Linked DNA regions of Anser cygnoides: region 1 is linked to region 2. A link is a contact called in public Hi-C data. All regions are on one chromosome and are shown on one strand. The core of a region is the stretch at or near the end of the contact, and the rest is flanking DNA. Distances in the headings are between cores, read along the strand shown. Region 1 holds the start of ACAT1 (acetyl-CoA acetyltransferase 1). Region 2 holds the start of EXPH5 (exophilin 5).

Evidence for each region. Hi-C and Micro-C count contacts between places; a contact is called where the count stands out from the background.
Region 1: a Hi-C map of liver shows a contact between it and region 2, with 4 times the contacts expected there. The contact joins the promoter of ACAT1 here to the promoter of EXPH5 in region 2. A contact is called at or near these places in 2 of 7 Hi-C or Micro-C datasets (both in liver).

The regions. Positions count from the first base shown.
Region 1 is chr1:195,059,011-195,066,037 of Taihu_goose_T2T_genome, forward strand. It overlaps ACAT1 (acetyl-CoA acetyltransferase 1), which reads right to left and starts at 1,809. Exons shown (of 12, transcript XM_066989828.1): 1 at 1,701-1,809. The coding sequence starts at 1,757.
Region 2 is chr1:194,864,580-194,871,624 of Taihu_goose_T2T_genome, forward strand. It overlaps EXPH5 (exophilin 5), which reads left to right and starts at 3,606. Exons shown (of 6, transcript XM_048047052.2): 1 at 3,606-3,857. The coding sequence starts at 3,727. It overlaps LOC125179894 (a long non-coding RNA gene), which reads right to left. Exons shown (of 4, transcript XR_007157929.2): 3 at 6,480-6,567; 4 at 5,180-5,544.

The sequences.
Region 1 (7,027 bases), core at 559-3,058, 190 kb after region 2:
GCAAAAAATAGTCTAAGAAGCACAGACTACTAAAATACAAAAATCATAAAATGCCTTTTTTAATATGTCGTCTAGTACAAAGTCTCACCATAACATCTGTGATGAAAATATCTCCTGAAAAAATAATCAGATACTCTTTTAAAAACAAAAAGCATTTTATTTTTGCCAAATCTGTTATAGAATCATTATGGTTGTAAAAGCCCTCCAAGATCATCTGGTCCAGCCATCCCCCTACCACCAATGTCACCCACTAAACCACGTCCCTAAGCACCACGTCCAACCTTTCCTTGAACACCCCCAGGGACGGTGACTCCACCACCTCCCTGGGCAACCCGTCCCAGTGCCTAACTATGTACGCTTACAAACAGTCTGACAACCAGAGAGCTACCTATCTTGAGAAGCATTAGTCTGTCTACAGCAACAGTCTGTCTGCTTCTCTTGACTTGGGTTCGTTCCTTGCTTTCACTAACTTCTCTGCTTTTTAAATGGTGGCAGGTTACACCTACAGCATCATTTCATTGGCATTTCATGTGCAAAAGTGGGAATAACAAGTTCAGAATGCTACAAGAGATGCCAATGAAACCAAGGAAAAGACAGAAACCACACCTGAACAGGCTAATCCACCGGCAAGGAGCTCCACGTAAGCAGCAGTGCAATAGGCAGAGATACACCTGCAGGTGTTACTGCAAACGTTAGCGTTTACCTTCCAACAGAAACCAGCAGTTTAGAACACAGAGTTCAAGCCATTTACTCAGACAAAGTTCCAGCACACTGAAGACATTCTGACCGCTGGATGAGAGCTGAATGATTACTAATTAAAAGTAAAAGCCACCCCCGGACGCCACAAAGGCACCATCCATCTTACGAGTCAAACAACGCCTGCTGGTACTGCACTGACAGCTCAAAGCACTGCATGTTTCTCTTGACATCTGACAAACTTCAACTAACAAAACACATTTTTCCGATTGTTTTTACATTATTCCCCCCCCCCCCCCCCCCCCCCCCCCAGCTCAGGCTGGGGTTTCCAACACAGAGTTTTGAACGAAATTTCTCTCAAAGTGACCTACATCTGCACCGGGCAAGGGCTGTAAAGGCTTCGTTAGCACCAAACCCCACAGCACCAAAGCCACACGTGCTTACAGGATCTCTCCTGGATCACCCCCCGGCTAGATCACCGTGTGTGCTCACAGGATCTCTCCTGCATTGCCCCCACACGGGATCACCGTGCGTGCTTACCACATCACGCCCGGCTCTCGCCTTTGCGGCACACTGGAAAGAAAGGAGACAACGCTGCAGCCGCCTCCTGCTAGCCGCGGCCATGCTCCGTGCCAACGACAGACTTTTATTTAAAAAAAAAAAAAAAAGACTTTCCGGGCGGGTGGGGAGCAGCCTCCCAGCTCCTCTCCTCACAGCGCCTCTCCAAGCGCGGCCACACCCGGCTGCCTCCCCTACCCCTACGCCTACGCCTACCTCACCTCCTCCTTCCTTCCCTCCTCCTCCTCCCTCTTCTCCTCCTCTTTCTCCTTCTCCTCCTCCTCTTTCTCCTCCTCCTCTTTCTCCTCCTCCTCCTCCTTAGACACAGCCATGACCTTGGGTGAGCCCCCGGGGCCGCACGGCGGTGCCAGGGCCGTGACAGGATGGGGCCGAGCAGCGCCCCCCCCCCCCCCACCTCACGCCGCCCCCCCCGCCCCGCGCCTCACCCGCAGCAGCCCGGCCACCGCCGCGCGCCGCCGGCCCAGCCCCGCTGCGCCCGCCATTTTGCCGCCGGCCCCGTCACCTTCACGGACAGCACCGCCCCGATCCCCTCCCGGCTCCCCATTGGTCTGCGCGGCGGAGGCGGGACCGGGATCGGCCCTGCTATTGGCTGGGCTCGGTGTCATGTCAGCCCTGCCCTCGCCCCGCCTCAGGGGGCTGAGGGGCCCCATCAGTCGTTGGAGCGCTGGTGGGGTCTTCTGTGAAGCAAATAACTGTATGCATGGTTTGTCCCTATAAGGCACTGATTTTGTGGGGACCTGGCTTTGCCCTCATAGAAATAAATCACAGAGTCATTAAGCTTGGAAAAGACCTCCAAGACCATCTGGTCCAACCATCCCCCTACCACCAATGTCACCCACTAAACCATCTCCCTAAGCACGACATCCAACCTTTCCTTGAACACCCCCAAGGACGGTGACTCCATCACCTCCCTGGGCAACCCGTTAAACTCATCATCTGACCATGTCAATTTTAGAATGCTGGATTGTCATTTTTTCCACTGTTCTTTATCGCCCATGACACCCTGTGCCTCCACCTCCCTCACTCAGTAAGCCCAGGTAGCAGGATGGCACCCATGCAGTGGGGCAGCTTTGCCCCTTGGGCATAAACCACAGTCCTCCAAGCACTGAGGCACAATCCCATGAGAAATCACGTGCCTGTGCGGGTACCCTTGAATGTGGGCTGCTGACCTTCCCAGGAAAAGGAGCGCTGATCCCGTGACTCTCAGCAACAGCTGTAGCAAAGAAGGCATGCAGCAGGACTGTAGCACCTTGCCTGGTGCTTGCGTCTGCATGGCCTGGCAGGGTGACAGAAGCTCCTGCAGCCTGAGGAGGGACACCTGCATACGATAGCTGTTAACCTACTTTTGCACACCAGGACACACACAGTTTCTTTACAAACTAAACTGCCTCCCCCTCCTCATTTTAATATTTATTAATTTATTCTGGAGGAACGGGGACAAGCTTCCACAAATTAGGGTTACCTCTGACTTGTCATCTAAAATAGCTATACCCTGTTACTTATTACAGCAGCTGCAGTGCATTACAAGGCAGACACAGGGTCAACAGCCCCAGCAATTGTCTCCTGCTATTACAACAGAGATGGAGGACACCTTCCCAAGCCCTGCTTCCAGCCAGACAGCCTGGGGGCAAGCAAAGGAGGCACAGCTTCAGCATCCCTTGGCCTTTCCCCTTTGCTTCTTTATACAAACCCTGCAAGTAAGGGGCTAGGTTGCCGTCCATCTCTTCCCTAGGTGTTCCCACCTGGAATAGTGCCAGGAACTGCTCCTTCTGAGGAGCCTTTCTCTGCAGCTCACGTGCTTTAGGTCTCCTTTCCAGCCCAACAATGCTGCCCCACTAGCACAGTGATACCTCTGCCCTCTTTTCCGAGTGCAGCTCTTTGCAGGGATGTTCGCAGTCCTTTCAGAGCAAGGGGGACACTTGCCTTACACATGGGTTTTCATTCCCAGGGTGACAGCTTCTCTGTCAGCGCTAACAAAATTTGGAGAACACATGCTTCACCATGTGGCTAGTTCCAGTACATACCAACCAGCCTCAGCTATGCTTTTCCAAGATACTACGTCACTGTCCCAATGAAAGGGCGAGGGATCCTGTAGTTTTAAGGCTTCCCAAAGCCACGTTCACAGGGAGTGGAATTTCCACAGAAGATCCAGTGCTCCTCAGCCCCTGGGCAGCTACAGGGTTTTGCAAGACAGCACCCAAACACGCTAATTCAGGAGGATTCAAATGGGTGCTATTTCCTCCAAGCTCCCATTCTCACTATAACCACCGTCTCAGCCTCTACTAGTTTATTTCTGCAGTTTTATGACTCCACGTAACTGAGCACATAGACAGTGTGCTGCAATACCCCCAGGGCCCTCTGTGCTTCGTTAATCCCCAAAGGATTAACAATGCTGTTACCACATCCCACCACCTGACTCCTCTGCCTACTCCTGAGCGTGAAGTCCTGCAGATCTCCCTCCCACCATCCACCCCCTGGTGTCTCAGGTTTCCCTCCTGCTCTGCACACCCCAGCACCAGGCACACCAGCCCCGGCTGCCTCTGAGCCTCTGTGCTGCCGTGTTTGCAGCTCTCACACTTCTTCTTGCCTTACAGCAAAACAGTGGCATATTCATTTCAAGCATCTTGGTAACAACCAAGCACGATGCAAATCTTGCTGAGTTTTTTCCCTGTTTTTTGGAGACTATTTATCTGAGGTGAGGCATTTTAATAATTTCTCGTTTTCCCAACTCCGCAGGGAGGTCACCCTGGCCGAATGCTGTGGCTGCCTGCCAGCTGGGCACCCTGTCTGTTCCTCGCTCTCCCTTTGCCAGAGCTCACTGGGATCCTGCCAACTATGCCAAACGTCATGCACTGGGGCCAGGTTCACATCACCCCAGCTGGAACGGTGTTTGGACTCCCAAACATATTGATTAAAGCGATAGGACACAAGGGAAAAGCTCAAACTGCACCAGAGGAGGTTTAGATTAGAAGCCAGGAAGGATTTACTTAATAGGAAGGGTGGTTAGGCACTGGGATGGGCCACCAGGGAGGTGGGAAGTCACCTTCCCTGGAAGAATCTAAGAACCGTGTGGATGTGGTGCTTAGGCACAGGACTTAGTGGTGGACTTAGTGTTAGGCGATGGTTGGACTCGATGATCTTGAAGGTCTTTTCCAACCTAAATGAATCTATGACTCTAAAATGCCGTTTATTGGAGCTCACTTAAGAACGAAAGATGGTAGTATAGATAAGTAACAGTCCTGTCAGATGGTGGAAACCCCGAGGTGTGCAACATCGCACACAGCTCCAGTCAGAGCATGGTCTGTGGTGCAGATCCCATCACGGAGAGGTTCCCCCAGGCCTTCAGGGCTCTTACAGGATTTTCAAAGAATAAAACTGTTCTAGACACAACCTCTCCAGTCAAACAAAAGGATTCTCAGGAGAACATGCTGCTTCCCTTTAAGATAACGACAAGAACATGAGGTGGTGTAATTGCCAGTCCACGTGGGAGCTCCTACAGGTTCCTTCATCACAGTCAGGCAGCTGAACTTTTCCTGCAGCCAAGGGGAATGTGCAGCACAGGCCAGGCGGCCAAGCTGCACCTGAGGTACAGCACAACACAGGCTTGTGGCTTCTCAGGTTAGCTGGTACGTGGACAACCACCCCTTTGATGCACCGTGGTCTCCTGCTTAGAAGGTTGCTGAAATGTGACAATCAAACATACAAAGCATCACAGCTCTGGCCCACAGGGTAGTTTATCAATTTTCAGTGATATAAGTATTAGCTCTATGGACATTTGGAACATACAACATAGCTCTATATTGAAATTATTTTATTGTTTTGCATTTTTAAGTCTCCAACAAGAGGACAGGTGTTCTTGAAGTAACATTTGTCCAAGTTAGTCTCAAGCTGCAGAAGAACTCCACCAGATATAGAAGCTAGGTAAAGAAAATAGAAACATCTCCTCCCCAGAGTATACATTTCAGGAGATGAAGCTCCTACCACAGCATAAAAACTACAGCAAGAACTCTTTTAAAGGATCAAACAGAAACGCTTCGAAGCCAGCATTCCCTCACGCACACGTGTGCCTGGGGATGCAGCAGGGCGCAGTCCTCCCAGTGGTTTGGGCTGCACTTTCCCCTAGGAAGCGGGAAGGTAAATAAACGGAGTTTATTTACAGCAGCTGTGCCCTGACCCCATGCCAAGTTATGGGATGATGGCCACACACACCAGCAGAGGAGGACGCTGCAGGGGGAGGAGGGAAGAGATCCTTTTGCGTGTGGCACGTCTCTCTTTCCACAAGGCGGAAGCCATGGAGATGCCTTTAGGGGATGGTGGGCACTGACAAGGGTGCTCTGCTGGGTGCTCCCCAACATTTTACATTTTTGGTCCTGGGATCCTCACACATCTTCCTCTTCCTTGTCCTCCTCCCTCCCCTTGCAGCTGTTGCTTCCTCAGATATTTTTTTTTAGGATAATTCACATTTCAAAGAATTCAAGAAGAGACTTCAACAAGGACTGCAGCGGAATATCACCCCTACGGCCACTGATTGAGGCTGAGCAGAAGAGTCACAATGCTTTCTCTGGGCTTCCCAACCATCTACCTGCTGTCCAGCAATAATAGAGGGGTATATCCTTGCCTTTAGTATTTGTTTATGGACTTACACATGAATTTACCCAGCCTGTTTCCAGGGCAAGCTGGGGATGCAGGTAGCAAGTCCTGGCGTAGCGTTTTAAAGCAAGCTGCTGATTTTTATCAGATACCCAACAGTGCTGATGCTACAGGACTCTGAAAATAGTTTTGCCCTACTCTCTGCCACTCAGCTTTTGTAAACCTCAGTCACATGCACGCTTGAATTCTCCCAGCCAAAGCCCTCGCTTCCCCAGTTCCATGACAACTAGCTATCCTTGCCCCTGCTTGGTGTGGAAGCCTGTCAAAAGCTTCTGGCAACACGCAAGGCCCCTGGCACCAAGTCTGGCTGCAGTGACTGTTGACATGCCACGGACAGCAGTTTTTCCATGCCCAGTGGTTCTTCCACGCCCCCGTGCCCCCAGAACTATGGCTGAACAGCATCGGGGCCAGGGGGGCTTGCAGGCATCAAGCATACCTGCTTAGTACAGTAACTCCTACACAGTACCTACCTTGATCCAAGTTCCTCCCACTACTTGCTACAAGACCTGCAGGTGTGCCAATTTCCTTTATGTCTTTAGTAGTAGACATCAACAGATAGCAAAGCCTGAGCTGTACACACATCACATTAGACCATGGTCTTAAAAATGGGAAAAGCGTACATAAAAAACAATAGTGCACTCCCTCCTTTAATTCTTTTACTATCACTTCTCACCAATAGCATCTGTAATATACTAATTTCACAGCTGCTATTTGTCACTTTTCAGTGTTTTAGATGACTGACAACAACCAGTGCGCCCTCTTCCTTCGCTTGGGAGACGAGATTTGCTGTGACCATGCCCCAGGTCATCAGATGGAAGCAGCGGACAACACGCCACCAACCCTTCTCTCTTACAGGTTTCAGATCACTCGTGGGACGTGGTGCACAGCATCCAGCTCAAGTTACACAGTGGATCTCCATCACTAAAACAACCGAAAATGAAAAGCAGGGACCACACCTGTGTATTGTTCAAACAGATGTTTACATGTAAAGCAAAGAAAGAAAGAAAGCCCCATTCCTAGTTCAGTAGGAGAATGAAGCAGGTTTAAAACCTTTCATATTTAGGCCACTGCTTCTGGCTAAGCTGTGATCAATTTGAACTGG
Region 2 (7,045 bases), core at 2,356-4,855:
AGGAAAAGCAAAGAAGGTGAATGAGAGACTCTGAGAGAGGAAATGCTTGAGGAAATTGTGAAATGGAGCAGTCTGCAGCCATGCAGGCTGCAAGATTTGACTTGTGAGTGGGGTGTACCTCGAAGATTGACTTTCCCTGTAGGAGCAGGCCTGTGGTGCCTGTGGCGGTTTCAGGGTGGACAAAATGGCCTACGCTCTGCAACCTGCTCAGCCCAGTCCTGGCTCCTGGCTTGCCTCACAAGAGGTTGTGTAGTGCACAAGCAGCTATAATAACACGAGAAGCATTTGGATGTTGACATCCCTGGCATTCTTCAAAGCGCAGCACTTCACAGTTAAAATGCCTAAATGAAAGTCTTAAGATCTTTTGAAGTGGTAGCTGAGGGCCCAGTTAAGGATCCTGCAGGACACTGCTGAGTGGAAATGTCTGCATGTGGCAGTGGGAACCACACACTGCAACCCACTGTGTCCCGTGAAACTCAGCAGGACAATTAGTTAACTTAATGCAATAACTCCATCACCACTGTTACAGTAAACTGAGATATAAATGATGGGCTTATTAAACACAGTGAGAGGCACAGCTTTTGTTTTCGAGAGTACTTTTGATCAAACTATTTTTGACCTAGGCTAGTGTTGGAAATATTTATTTCGAACACAATGAGCAGATTTAATACATTTTAAATGAAGGACGCTTCATATTTATTCTTTGCATTGCCATGAAGGCTTTTTCACTTAACGCAAAGAGTTAATTAAACTAGCCTTCACTAATCTGCGTGACAATTTACACAGTAATTAGTCCAACAGGATTAGACAAGACCTTACAGTTCTTCCAAGGCTCAAGGCCAACTGCTATAAGATGCAACCAACCCTGCTGCACATTCCCCTCTACTCTCCAGCTACAGATCAGCTTATAGAAACAGACCCTCTGGCTTTCTGCAGTTCTACACTTTGAAATCCTCCACTGAGAGCAAGTGGAGTTAACACCACCCATTAGTACAACAGTATTTGTAAAGTGCAGTTTTTGAAGAATTTGCCCTGTAATTAAGGTATGTGTCAGCATCCTCTTTAGTGGCATTGGCAATTAACATTACTAATAGACATGTCTCATGTCTGCAGCATCTCATATGTTATTTTGGCCCTGTGTTTCAGGTTGCTAAACAGAAGAAATGCTGCATATTTAAAAGAAAACACTTCTGTAGCTTCCTGGAACAGCTCTTAGCTAAAATCATGGAAAAAGTTTTAGAGCCTGTATCCTGTCTTGAGTTTATACAACAGAAATTAAAGCACATGAGGTGCCAGAGTCCCTAAGTACTGGAATGCAGGTTGTGTTTTCTTGCCATCATGATCTGTATATGAAAAAGACATCATCTTTAAACTGAGAGGGAGTAATGAAGAGATATGGAAAGGTGGTTGTTTTTCACAAAATAAGAATGTGACAAATGAATCCATAAACAGGACCCATTTCTAGTCATGATCCAATACATGTTTTGTAGTGGTGATATAACATGCTAAAGAAGCTGTGTAAAATGAGGGTCTTTTTACCAGATGCCCAAGTTTATGCCCAAATCTCTAAAAATTCTGGATTTAGAGGGCATGAAGTAATAACTACTGTGACGTGTGGCAGAATCTTTCTGGAGGCCCTAGTGTACCTACTCAACACCCTACTAAATAATCCCATCACTTAGTAGAGAATGAAAACTTATTTCTTTCTCATTATTACCTGAAAGACTATACATTGCTTGTATACAAAATGAGCATCTTCTCCCTGCTCCCCTCTGCACTGAAAATATTGTTTGCTAACATACGACTTGATAATTAAAAAAAAAAAAAAAGTCAGATTGCTAGAAAAGAAGAAAAGAGTTACAGAAACCTAAAAATATGGATTTAGTTCTTTAATTTGTTGTGGGATATATACAATTACAAAGTAAGCAAATTTATGGGGGGTATGACCCTTTCTTTATGAAGACTGTCATGTACTACTTCCTTGGTAAACCCATAAGAACACCCATGTACTTTGTATGTACTCTGTATGTATGTATTTTTAGAGGTTTGCATAAGAATTAAAAAATAATATATATATATATATATAAATATATATAAAACATGACTTTTAAGGCAACAGGGGGCATTGATGAGGCCCTGACTTGTGGCCCTGAAAAAATGCTTACACTAGTAACAGACATCTTTTCAGACAATTAGCTGAAATCTGTTATTTTTAAACTGCCAGATTTGAATTGAGTTCATTGCAATGGATCTAGAGAAAAGTTATCATGGTCCTTCTCAGCTCTGCCAGTGTGATGCAAAAGCACCATGAGCAATTGCTTCCCATACCCTGTAGGTGCCAGGTAGAAAGGGAGAGTGATGTCTAATCCTCTGCCTGGGAGACTCCCAGGGAGAATGCCATGCACTCAGCTTCTTCTGCTGGAACATAGCCATGAAGGACACATGACAGAAAAAGTTTGTGACCTGATATTCCTTTTCTGTAGTTCCTTTCCAGCCCACAGGGAACTTCTGAAAGCAGAAAAGAAAATGCCAAAAAGCAGGTATGATGGCTGAGTATGTAATGAAACAGTCACTCCACTATGCTCAGCACAACAGAACAGGGAGGACGGGATGTTTACCCAAAGAGAGAAGATCTGTAAGCTGCTAATGCAGCAGTGATGACTGTGGCTCTTGCATCTTTTGAAATAACAGGTTTGGACTTTACCCAGAAGCGTGTCCTATACCCTACTAAAAATCCTTCATGTCTTTTTTCTGTAGGAAACACCTCCTCCCAACATCTTCTAAGCAGCATAATCCTTCACGCTTTCATTACATTCTTCATCAGTTGTCTCATAGCCTTGTTTTTGTTGTTTCGTTACCAGGAATCGGTAAATTCCTCTTTGGGCCAGACGAGTGATGCCAGAAGCTACACCAAAATAAAGAGCCTCCTGGAACCTGTCATTCCCGCTGTGCTCTAAGGTCCTTATTTCCACTTGCACAACACGACTTCCTAGTGGGGAAGCATTCTTCGGCGGCCCCACATCAGCCCGCTGCGGGGTGGGAAGGTGTCTGCACGCAGCTCGGCCCTGCTCCCGCTCATACCGCGGTGCCCTATCCACCACCTCAGTCTTCCACAGCAAGAATTGTGTCTGCTTTTCCTTGCAGATCACATCTGCGGTTTGATCCTGAATAAAGCCCTTCTTTGACTAACCTATTTCAAATGGCATTTTAGTACTAATATAATGGGTTTAGGTGGCAAGGGTTTGGTAGAGGGGGGCTGCCGGGGTGATCTCTGTGAGCAGAGCCCAGCAGCTGCCCCAGGTCAGATCAGAGCCAGCTCCAGACGGCTCCAAAAGGGACCAGAGCTGAGCCATGAGTGATGCTGGTTGGGTCTCTGGGACAGCAGACTGAAGAAAGGGAAAACCTGCTGTGCTACAGCAGCTGGGAGAGAGGGGTGTGCTTCCCCGCCACTTTTCCCCACAAACCTCCAAGGAGGGCGAACACAACCCCCTGCCCTCCCCGGCCGGACCCGCAGCGCCCCAGCCAGGCCAGGGAAGGCCCCGGCCGAGCCGCTCCGTCCCCGGGGCCGCCTCCCCGCCTCTCCCCGCCCCGCTCCGCCTCCAGAGGGAACCGGGGGTGGCCTCCGGAGGGAAGCGGCTGCGGCGGGCGGGCGCTGTGGTGCCCCGGCTCGGCCATGCCGATGTGGCGCCGCGCTGCCACGGGGCCGGCGCTGCCCCCCTGCCGGGGATGAGCGGAGCCATGAGCGCGGTATGCCGGGGGCCCGATCTCAGTTTTTTAAGCGAGGACGAAGCCAGGACGATTTTCCAGGTGCTGCAGAGGGACTCGGAGCTCCGGCGGGCGGAGAAGGACAGGGTCAGGTACTGCAGGCGGGGACGGGGCTGCGCTGCCCGGGGAGGGGGACAGCGGGAGCCGGTCCCTGCGGGGCCGGACTGGGCTCGTAGGGGCGGCTCCGAGCCAGGAGACGAGGCCGGTTTGGGCTTTTACTCCGTCGCTACTACAGGTAGGGAGGTGCGGGCTGAACGGCGGTGGCTGGGCGGGGGGAGCTGTGCGGGGCCGGGCGGGCTCCGGGGCTGAGCGCGGGGGGAACCCAGCCCTCGCCTGAGTGACCGGCGGCGCACGGGACCCTCGGGAGTGACTGAGTTAATTCCCTTCTTCTACACGGGTCCGTATGTGAGCCTTATGAAGAAACGGAACAAGTCACCAAAGCTGTGTTGACAGTGATAACAAAAGGTCAACGACTCGGTGAAAAAAGTGTGTTGGAAAATGAGTTATTTACCATTAGAGGTTATCACTTCCTTGAGGGACCTTGTGGGCAGTTTGCAAGGGGGAGGCAGTGTCCCCTCAGATTCACGTGGGCACTTTTAAGAAATCATTCGTGTTAGATATAGAAAGAATGTTAATGAGTAACGTTTCTGACAAGTGGATTTTTGTACTGTGTGTTTTATAGCTGTGCATAGGCTTGCGAAGCAATAGCCTGTTCTCGAATTAAAGGCTTTCACCTGTCACCAACTTCGGTCATCCATCTGTGTACTTCTGACTTAGTTGGCAAAAAAAAGTGGTCTCTCTTCATGCAAAGGCTGTCAAAATAAGCTTATGGTATAAGAGAACGTTTTTGGTGATGCTTTACTGACATAGAGTATACTTTAAATCTCAGTTGAAGAGATACTCAGAAGTTGGGAGAAGATAGGTTTACCATCAAGGAGCCATGCTGTAATCTAGGTTAAACTCCTGGATCTGTCAAAGGCTTTGTATGTGTCCTTGGGCAAGTTTCTTAATCTCTTGAGCCTAATAAAAGTGCTTTCCTTCTCACTCCACTTGTCTACCTGGTCTTATTTAGACTGTAAGCTCTTCAGGCCAGGGGAGTCCCATCATGAGCAGACGGGTGGCAGCTCTGTGGTGTTGCTCTGTGCTACTATAATCTAAGTAATAACAGTGATGACCCTGGAGGGCCAAATCCTGCTGTTCTTATATGACCACAGTGAGCTTCAGAGGCTCAGAATAAAATTGCATTTGCTCCTCTTGGTCCCATATGACTTTATGACTTGGAGCCAAGAGGGTAGGCATTCTTATTACTATTTTGATAATTAACTTTGTACGTATATTTTTCAGTTCAAAGCTTTTAAAATTATGCCTGTGATAATAAAGCCCACTCCTGTGACGCTTTCTAAGTGTGGTTTTGCAGATGTTTGATTTATGCCATGAATCCAGTAAGGTGTACAGGAGATGATGTGCGATGGAAGGAGCAGTTTCATCAATACTACTTTTGTGCATGAAGTCACTGAAGGGAGTTGTGCCCCCAACTTCTCTTGGGCATGGTTGGAGCTGGCCAGAGACAGGGAGCAAGTTAAGGATAACCAGCAGACCCACTGGTCAAGTTTATTCAGTGGCCATCTTCCAGTATAGCATGTCCATGTGTAGACCAAGCTGGCCCAGACTGATGGAGAGAATGAAGAGTTTGGTTGCAGACCACAAGTCAAGTTCCAACAACTGCTTATGCGTGCTGTTTGGTGTCTGGTGAGTGAGCACATAGCTGTCTTCAAAACTCTGAAAAGATCAATGAAAAATTGAATTCTATTCTCAGATACAACTCACTGTGGAAGCAATAAAATAAAACAGGAACAGGCTTTTGTCTTATTACAGGCTACATTTGATGGCTATGTAAGCAAATGTTAACACTTTCAATTTTGAAAGATAAACATTAGAAATAAGTTTTAGGTTCAAAAGACGGAGCCTGACATCCTGAATGGTTTATCTTCTCCAGCAAATGACAATTGTGGTTCAGGGAAGTTGATTTTCACATACATACAAATGTATTGCAGTGCAGTGTGAAGTACCTACCAATTCCTCCTCAGGTGCACTGAGTTTTCAGCTAAATAACTGAGATTTCCAGATGGATATCTACATGTATAACATATATTTCTTACTGCTTACCTACACTGAAAGTTTGATAGGGCCACTGGATGTCTTTTTATCAAGATAGTCCAAGTCTCTGTGAAATGAGATGTATACTGGAGACATGCTTTGGAAAAAGCCAGTCACTTTATTTAGCCCCATCCTCTCTTTCTCTTTTGTAGCCTTTCTCTGGAGCGTGAACGTGCTCTTTCCAGTCATTTGTGCACATTTGTCTAGCTGTGGGCTCAGCCTCAGCCACAGAGCCCCACTTCGTGGTCTCTGTCCCCATTCCACTTGACACATCCCCAGCTCATTCTTTGGGTACCTCCAGCCCTTTCTCTGCTCCTTGGTGCTTGGCAGGCTTCACACCTTGGCGCTGGCAGGACCTCTCAGTTTTGCTTTTCCCTTTATACAGGAATGGCCTGTGACCTGTTGGACCTTTATTTGTTCTTTTTACTGACGGCAAGCAGAGCTGATGCCGTTGGTTTTTTGCCTATTTTCTCCTTTCTAGTGCCCTCCCGTGGCCATGCTGAGCAATGCCTTTGAATTCAAGCCTTCGATTGCCTTTGAACAGCAAACAAACGTACCTGAGCTCCTTCTCCCACGAAACAGGTTCGGAGAAGCTGCAGCAGTCAGCTTTGGTGCAACTCACATGACTGTACACTGCCATATACACTGAAAATAATACAGACAATAATTAGTAAGTACGTATTTCATAATTCAAAAAAAATGCACATTAGTTTTGGACTTGGGTAACACCCAACTTCAGTATTCTTTGTTGTTCATCAAATCCAGTCTCATACATAATACCCACTTGGAGAAAAATTAATTTATCGTAAGTATTAGTGTGGGAGAAAAAAATTGAATATATGGTCTAAAAAACTTCTACTGGAAGTTCCAGCTGAATATGAGGGGGCACTACTTTACTGAGAGGGTGCCAGAGCACTGGAACACGTTGCCCAGAGAGGTTGTGGAGGTTGTCTCTTTCTCTGGAGATACTCAAAACCCGCCTGGATGCCATCATACGCAATGTGCTCTAGGTGATCCTGCTCGGCAGGGAGGTTGGCCTAGATGATCTCCAGAAGTCCCTTCCAACCTTGGCCATCCTGTGATTCTGTAATTATAGTACTAAAAACAGAAGTCTAACTCAGTC